Regions from separate parts of the Pan troglodytes genome. Here region 2 is linked to region 1. The links are chromatin contacts, called in public Hi-C maps. All regions are on one chromosome and are shown on one strand. The core of a region is the stretch at or near the end of the contact, and the rest is flanking DNA. Distances in the headings are between cores, read along the strand shown.

What was found. Hi-C and Micro-C count contacts between places; a contact is called where the count stands out from the background.
Region 2: a Hi-C map of stem cell-derived neural progenitor cells shows a contact between it and region 1, with 4 times the contacts expected there. The contact joins the promoter of SGCE here to the enhancer-like site in region 1. A contact is called at or near these places in 1 of 7 Hi-C or Micro-C datasets (stem cell-derived neural progenitor cells) and 1 of 1 datasets of contacts at active chromatin or transcription factors (stem cell-derived excitatory neurons).

The regions. Positions count from the first base shown.
Region 1 is chr6:103,814,793-103,819,336 of NHGRI_mPanTro3-v2.0_pri, reverse strand. No RefSeq gene overlaps it. Among named protein-coding and RNA genes, the nearest start is that of COL1A2, 45 kb to the right of the region's middle. Within about 2 kb of position 1,411, at least 3 of the 24 cell types and tissues checked have an H3K27ac peak or open chromatin away from gene starts, as enhancers often do. A contact at or near this core is called in stem cell-derived neural progenitor cells, where this site is marked.
Region 2 is chr6:104,031,567-104,035,962 of NHGRI_mPanTro3-v2.0_pri, reverse strand. It overlaps SGCE (sarcoglycan epsilon), which reads left to right and starts at 2,426. Exons shown (of 12, transcript XM_009453639.2): 1 at 2,426-2,709. The coding sequence starts at 2,601. It overlaps PEG10 (paternally expressed 10), which reads right to left and starts at 2,370. Exons shown (of 2, transcript NM_001302445.1): 1 at 2,107-2,370. The coding sequence starts at 2,111.

The DNA.
Region 1 (4,544 bases), core at 162-2,661:
GTAGATACAAAGCAGGCATTCAAATACAAAGTATTTGAATTAAATTAAGTTTCTGTTTTATTGAGAAAAGTTATAAAACATTACAACTTTTGTGATGCAGTTTGTAATAGAGATGTTATTTATGGTCTTTCATACCCTTGCCTCCTTTAAAAATTGCCCACGCAGAGCTTCTGATGTCTAGGTGGCTATGTTTTATATCACACGACTCTCATGATGGGATACCTACCCAAATGTCAGCACTTACTAGGCTGTCTAGGGATTTATGAACTATATCAGAATCTCTCTCTTAGAAATCAAATAATAATAATGATGAAAGCCAATTAATAGCAGATATGAAAAAAACATGCAGAATGTGAATGAACCAGATTAGTGGTGAAGCTGTAGAGGAAAGAGTTGAAAAAGTCACAAACTACTGCTCCTGAGATCTCTGAAGCCATCTTAAATAGAGAGCCAAGCCTGTCATGGTGGTGTGAGCCTGTAGTCCCAGCCACTTGGGAGGCTGAGGCAGGAGGATTGTTTGAGCCCAGGAATTCGAGGCCACAGTGTGCTATGATGGCACCATGAATAGCCACTGTATTTCAGCCTGGGCAACATAGCAAGACCCTGCCTCTAAAAAAATAAATAAATAAAGGGGCAGCCACGTTGCAGCTCCAACTTCAGTAGTCTGTTACCTTTCTTGCTCTTATTTCTCTATGTATGTCCCTGTCACCTGAGCTTCCTTGACTGGATCTCTGTTCGTTTTGCTTAAATAAACCTGAAGATACAAGATGATTATAAGGTAAAGTACCTATGATACAGATTTTGGACTATCTTAGTTACTACAACTCTATACATATTCCAGCAGTCATTTTTATAGTTTCCTCTTTTGTTTAATAATTGTTCAGCATCATGAGATAGCCAGGTGGGAGAGGGTCCCTGGAAAAACTCCAACCAACCTGCACACTAGGAGGAATGTGCATTGGGTGGAGACACGGAAGTTCACGCTGTTTGCAGAGGGGAGTAGTCTGGCCCCTCCTCTTCCTATCTGGAACCTGGAATTTAAATGGCCAGGCGAGAAGTACTCTAGCAGGGACTCTGGCCTAGGGAGAGTCCCCGTTTCCCCTTTTCTTCTTTTTTCACCCAGTAAAACCCTGTCTTACTCACCATTCAAACTATCTGCAAGCCTGAATTTTTGTGGCCATGGAACAAAGAACCCTGTCATTAGCTAAACTAAGGAAAAGTCCTGCAACAATAAAATCACGAAGTCTGGAGTCTGTATTACTGGGCTAGGTGATAGAGATACAGAGATGAATCAGACAATCTGCCATCTAGAAGCATGTAGTTCAATTACACTTTTCTATATAGCGTGGTTGTTCATTACTGCAGATTGTCAGATCAGTGGTGACCAACTAGTTGCTAGGCAACTTGAAAGACAAGAATACAGAACGGATGCAGCTTCATTCTGTTATAAATTCTTCTTTGAAATGTTTGTCAAGAACTCTGAAGGATCTGGAATTTTCTCTACTTTAAAGCTAAGATGTTAGCCGGCCACAGTTTAATAGATGCTGGCGGAAGGCATGCAGCTTCTGGGTCAGAGACGAAAGACTTTGTTCCAGCAAGGCAAGGAACTAAAAGCTTTATATTTGCTTCAGGCCCCCTTTCCCCAAGTCCCTTGGGGAAAATGCAGAGCAATCCAAATGGATGTGTTGCAATTGAGAAACACCAACAAATGGAACCCAAAACTACAATGGGCTGGGAGCAAACCTGCTTGACATTTGCCCTGCAGGGAGCTATTATCTTGATTATAGTGGACAGTAACCTCTCCTCTGAAGGGAGACATTAACTCTCTCTTCCAAGGTTGCACACTATCATTATACAAACATCCTTGAACAGATATTTCAGAACGAAGGTCATCAGTGTCTCTGCTTGCAAAACATGCAGAAATGCCAAACATCCATGAATTGTGTTCCAACAATGTTCTTTATCTGGGTACTTTTTAAGACTATTCAAAATTGTGACTCTTATTTCTACTTTAAGATGGTCCTGTATTCCTCCATTTTTGCCATGTCCTGTTTACTAGGTATATTAGTTGAAACTGTTTTTGTTTTATATAACAGAAATTAACTTTCTCTAACTTAAGCAAAAAGGAAAGTTAGTAGAAGGATACTGGATTATTTCATAATTGAAAGAACAACCAAAAATCTAGTACTGTTTTGTGACCTCATCTGCAAAAGTTCACAGTCGTCTGTAGAGTGCTGTCATTGTCATGCCTCCATTATTCCTTGCCATTCTCCACTACAACTTTTAAATTTTCAAAAGAGAGGAGTTGAGTGGCTCAGCTTGGCTAAGGCTCTTCCTCTAGCTTTTCAGTTATGCCCAGAGGGGAAGGGCCATAAAAGCACCTAGTAAATCTTGGCTGCTCCCATAGAAAGAGAGATGATTTCTTTGGAACTTTGGCATCCTTCCCGATTGCTTTCTATTATATCTGGATTCATTTTTATTGATATTCCATTGCTCATTAGAGAAATGCAGTTATTGTTTTCAGCATTATTTCATTTCGCTTTTTAAATCAATTCAGTACAGTTTTGCTTTGTGTGTCATTTTCTTAGCCATCTTTTACCATTTTTCCATTTTTTGGAGTCATCTTTTGAAGTGATCTGAGCTAATTGAGTAATTCAAGAGTTTTTGGTAAATATAAGTCATCTCTGGTGATTGAAGATAGATAGGACTATATGTCTTTCCTTGTCAATCTTGCTACCAAGTGGTATGTCACAAGTAGAACAAGATTTAGCCTAAGTTTCATTATGTTAAATATTTATTAGTTCTCCATATATCTTCAAGACCATATTTCAACCATGAAAAATTATTATTGACATATTTTATGCTAATTAACACACCCTCTGGTGTAGATTTTAATGATGATATTTGAAATGCCAGAATAGCCAATTCTAAAGCTATGGATTTTCCTAATTAGGATATGTCCAAGATTACTCAATCAGCCCTGGAGTGTGGATTAATGTTACTTTATAGCCCTCATGCACATATATACATAAAACCTCCTGTGGAAGTATTTTTGAAGTAAATTACCTGACAGACAATATAATAGGTCAGATTTTAGGCATTTAGTCATGCACTCATGCTAATTTCCACACTCCTTTGTAATTAACATTCTTCCTGACTGGATTAATTGGGTTTGCAATAAGTAATCACATTTGTAATATTGTAACTGTTCCCAAATTAATTGCTCACATGTTCAATGAGCCATTACATGTTCTTTTTAAAACAGCTTAAAGAGCCCACTATTTGAAAGCTGTAGTCCTAAACATTTTGGGGAGAGGGATACAGAATCACCTAAAAATATGATGATGTTAATAAACCAGTGGTTCTCAAACTCTGAGAGTACATGGGAACCACCTTGGTGTACTAATTAAATATAGAAATATCTTGGGTCCACCCCTAGCAATTCTGATTTGGTAAATATTGTGTGGGATCTGGAAAAACTTAGAGAAGTACAATATATTTTGTCTTCCTAGAAAAAGGCACATAGGCACAGACTTCCAACTTTGCCATTGACTTTAAGGGAGGGTTTCAGAACCTTGTGGCTTTAGTCTCATACAGTTTTCCTCAAGACTTCCTGCAAATTGCAATCACCGAGGGAGTTTTAAATAATATTTCAGACCAATTAGATAAAAATACGAGTGGTAAAGGTTGACTAAACAGTCTGCATGATTTTATTCCCAACCCAGAATGCAGACTAGAGATTTTTTCCCAATGTATCAATCTATTTTACTGAATTAGACTTACTTGGCAGATACCTCACAAAAGTGATAATAAAAAGACCAATAACCCTATACATCCTACAAAATACGCAGTTTAATTTGTGTATTGGTGAGAAGGCACATCATTTTTGTCATTGATTTGTCTTTCTCTTTTCAATGGTTCAAAAGATTTAGTGGACTTTGTTCTGTTTTTGATACATAGCCCTCCCAAGTTTGAGAGAAGGAAAGCAAAGCTCTTTTTATAATTTATGGTGTCAAGGTGACCATTTATTGTGATATTTTAGTGGAAGAAAGTCTAAGAAAACATGTGGAGGTTAAAACTGACCATAAATTCACTATATTTTTAAAAGCATTCCCAGTTGTAAATAAAAGTATGTATTTGTTGTGAATAACTCAGAGAAATTGTTAAATGGGCAATTTTCTAGATGCTATCTGAGAACGGTTTTTTAAAAAAATTATTTTCATTAGGAACAAACCTTATCGTGATGAACAAAGTAGCAGTTGGAAACTCTAGTTATATTGATAAACTTTTAGAAATGATTTCAAACTTCTGTATTATAAGGGAAAGTAGATCTATAATCAGTGTTAAAAAAACCATTTTGAAAATATCTATAATCAAAGCTTCTTCTATGATTCTTTGAAGTGGATCCACTTATAATATGACTCATCAACATTCAAAGCACTGGCAGTAATAGGTGATTTAATATGTTTAAAGCCCTTTAGTAAATTCATGTAGGGCAAGAAATTTCTCTGAGGACATTAATAATTGTGATTATTTCTTATGCT
Region 2 (4,396 bases), core at 1,177-3,676, 220 kb before region 1:
TGTGGGATTATGTTATTGAATATATGCAAAGAACATATTAAAAGTGCTCATAAATTCCAGTTATAATTATTATTAATTGTTTTATTTATTATTCTATTAGACTCTAGTAGCCAAAAAGCAAAACCAACACAGCAGAGAAACCGCAGGGGGGCGGGGCTGTACAGCCAGGGCTCAGGCAAGGAAGATGCGCAGGTGCAGAGGACCGGCGCCTGAAGGGAGGGGCTGAGGGTTCACACTGCGCATGTGTGCTAGCAGGCTCTGAGGGAGGTGGGACTATAGGCCAGCCGGGCAGGGGCAGGCTTAGGGAGGGGCCAAGCCTTGGAGAGGCGGGGCCTGAGCAGGCTACCTAAGAGGAGGCGGGCCTGGGGAGGTGGGATCTGGGTGAGCTCACATCAGAGGAGGCGGGCCCAGGAGAGGCGGGGCCTGGGCAGTTCACCTCAGAGGAGGCGGGCCCAGGAGAGGCGGGGCTGGGCAGTTCACCTCAGAGGAGGCGGGCCCAGGAGAGGTGGGGCCTGGGCAGTTCACCTCAGAGGGGGCGGCCCCGGGAGAGGCGGGGCCTGGACAGTTCACCTCAGAGTAGGTGGGCCTGGGAGAGGCAGGCCCTGGGCAGCTCACCACAGAAAAGGCGGGCCTGGAAGAGGCGGGGCCTGAGCAGCTCACCTCAGAATGAGGTGGCCAGAGAGAGGTGGGGCCTGGGCAGGCAGGCGCTAAGGAGCTGGGAGGAGGGGCCTGAGGAGGCCGCATCTAGAAGGCGCGCTCTGGGAAGGCGCGCTGCAGGGGAGGCGCGCTCTGAGGAGGCGCTGTAGGAGGAGGCGCTAAGCACCGCAAAGAAGGCATGCTAGGATGGGCGGGGCAGGCCTGAGACTGGCTGCTACAGGGCTGCAGAGTATCTGCACACACCCCCCGCCGCCAGAATCCCCCCTCCCAAACCCCTCCCACCAGCCACCAAAGCCAGATTCATTTCATGCAGCAAGAGCAATCCACAGATCCAATTCCCCCGCCATACTCAGCAAACCCACAGTTTCCACAAACTGTTGCTGGACGCTGATTCGCGCCACCACAACTACACCGCCACTTCAATCAAGCACAAGTAGGCAGGCAGCCTGCTCTGCCATCACCAAAAGATTCCCATTTCCACTCCAATCAGTGCCCCTCCACTCCACTGCTATAGCGGGAATGGTGTGGGTAGAATGTTAAACACTAATTTTTGCCCGGGGCTCCATTTTGTCTACCAGCACCATCATGCAGAGAACCGTCCTGCAGAAAAATAGAGTGGGAGCCATTCCAAAAGGTGAAAGGGTGGGGTCCTGCTCCAAGAAAACAGAGGAATTGTACTCCGCAGCTCATGTCCCACTACGGCTGCTTTATTTGTAGCGCAAACAGTCTGCAGCTCCTGTACCTCTGCAGCTCTTACCACTTTGTAGTGCATCTTAGGTGTGAATTGTTCCGCAGCTCATGTACCTCTGCAGTTCATGTGCCTCGCAGCGCAATGAAGCGCTGTTGTCGGGCTGGCTAATCGCATCGTTTTTGTAGCGTTTTTTGTAGTGCTACTCTTCTGCAGCTCAGATTTTGCAGCGCGTGTAAAGCGCAATTCAGTTTTCTGTCTGCAGCTCCTATATCGCTGCTCCTCGTTCTGGATTGTAGCGCCACTGAAGCGCCCATCCGTCAGTTTGTGGCACATAAAGCGCCCATCAGTTTATAGCGCAATTAAGCGCCAGTTGTAGCACCCATCAGTTTGTCGCCCGCGTGAAGCGTGCTTGTAGCGCATCTGAAGCGCCAGTTTGTAGCGCATTTGAAGCGCTTATCTGTTTGTAAAGCATGGCACTTGGTAGCGCATTTGAAGAGCAAATTGCAAATCGATCTGTAGCTCCTGACCGTCTGCAGCTCATCACTGTCCGCAGCTCATCTCTGTCTACAGCCCGTATCTGGACTTGGTCCTGGAAACCCAAGCCTTTAAGGCTTGGTTTCCCCATTTGTTTTGGGGTACAGCCAGTGAAGGCGTGACAAGTTTTGCGTGGAGACATTCTGGGGTGCTACTCCATCTCCCGCAGCTCCCGATAAGCACGGGGAATGAACGTGATCTTTAAAAAAAAAAAACGTCCTCACCGCATACTCACCACGCGAGGACTCCTCTGCGAAGACAGGAAGGATGGGGTCCCACACCTGAGCCAGGCGCGGTCTCCACTGGGTGCTCCGCAGCCCGGAGTGGCTCCGGACGACAGCCCGCTCAGCGGACCTTTCGCCAGGCTCGGTGGACCTTCTCCGCTGTTCTCCTCAGGGCGCAGTCAGGTTTCTTCGACACACACCAACCGAAGTTGAAGCGCGTGTACCAGGAGCTCAGACTGTGAGCCTTATATAGGTTGCACCGAGGAGGGGGGCGCCAAATCCCAGCGTGCTCCGCGGGCTAGGGGGTGGAGGGGGGTGCGGGGGATGGGGGATGGGGGTGGGGGCGGTGGCCACGCTGCAGTGGCCCGCCGCTAGAGGGAGTACGGGATTACCGAGGGGGTGCGGGATGCTGATGCTGAACTGGCCAAGCTGGGAGGGAAGAAGAAAGGGAGGGGAGGGGAGAATCGAGGACGGACGGCCTAGCCAGGCCAAGAATGCAATTGCCCCGGTGGTGGGAGCTGGGAGACCCCTGTGCTTGGACGGGACAGGGTCGGGGGACACGCAGGATGAGCCCCGCGACCACTGGCACATTCTTGCTGACAGGTTAGTGGCCTGCGCGCGACGTGGAGGTCCGGGGCCAACAGGCCGCCGCCTCCCCCTCCCCCGCTCGGGTTCCGGGCGCCTGAGCGCGCCCTTTGGGTACCAGCCTCTCTTTCTGTCCCGGACCCCACCGTACCCCTCCTTCAGTACACCTTGTACCCCATTTCCCCGGCCCAGCTTCTCTCTCCCCAGGCTTGACCCCTGGCCTTTTTTTTTTTTTCCTCTCCGCGCCCCCGCGGGCCCCTCCCTGCTCTGCGGGCGCAGAAATTCCATCTCCAATTCCTGTTCCCAACATCCCCCTCCCCGCCCAGCCCCAGGGTAGTCCTCTCCCGATCCCTGTAGCAAAGAGCTGGGGGTCGTTGCCTGTTTTTCTGGGGGGCCCGTTTCCCCGCGATTGGGCTCTGCGACCTCGATGCGAGCCAAAGGAAATGGGTGTCAAGCTGCGTCCCCGCTACACAAACACATCTTTTTTCCTTTTCTTGATCGTGGTAGAGAACACAAAAATATGACATTTAAAACACCGAATTTCCCCCTCTTGCTAAGTGCATTTCTCGGTGGCGGAAATCTCGGTTTTCTTCGGTTTTACGGAGCAGGGACGCGGAATCATGAAATGCTGGGAGCTAAACAGGGCATTCAGGTCAGGGTTAACCCCGGCTGGAGGCCAGAGATGCTGCCGTACCGAGTGCGCTATTTCCAGAAACCAAAACCAATTTAAAACAGCTGTGGATGCTTCCAGTGTGTTTGGCGGGCTTTGAAGGCTCCCAGCTACGGACTTTTGGTGGCGATTACGAGGTTTACACAGAGACCTTGCTTCCCTTGCAACGTTACATTTTCCTAAATCTTGTAGGGTGAATGAATGCGTTTAGTCACGGCAACCGCACGTTTAATCCTTTCCAGCGGGTTGCCGAGATTCGGCCACAAATATTTGCGTGCATTTGTACTATGAACATATATATTTTATGTCAGGGAAAATTGCAGTGGCTGATAAGACGCTAAAATTCTGATGAGGAAGGATGCTAAATAAAACCTTAACGCGGATTCCCATCTAAGCGCCTCAGTGTTAGGCGCTTGGGAAACTGACAATCTGTTGATGATCTTAGTAAAACAAGTTTAAGTTAAAAGGGAAAACCAAATTGTCTACAGCTGAGTTAGGTTTCTGAAACACAGATGAAACGCTTTCATATTTGAAGAGCAAAATTGAGCATATTTTAGTAACATTGCTACGGATTATTTTATACTTGGAATATCAATAAGAATTTGACTTATTGTCATAACAACGTTGCAGACACCGCACTTTAAAAGCGAGCCTTTCTAGGAATAAACAAAACTGTAGCCCATTTACTGAGATTTTACTTTTTATTAGAGAGAAAATGCCCACTATCCGGAATATGAATGAATGAAATGCAGCTTTTTAACAAAGACATTTCCCTAGGAAGTTGGGTAAACACAATTATACTTTTTAGAAGTGCCTTTTAATTTAATCTTTAGGATGTTCACCCTCTTCTGCAAGATAGAATAATTCCAGGATTTCTTATGCTTGGTAGAGTACTGTTCTGGTGACCGCTGTCAAATTCTTACCAGTTTTGTTTGTTTGTTTAAATTCGAAAGTTACTTCACCTAGTTAACTGAGACATTATTCTTCTAAAAATTGAGATTTAAAACCAGTATAGATGAAAAGCAGGAAAAATTA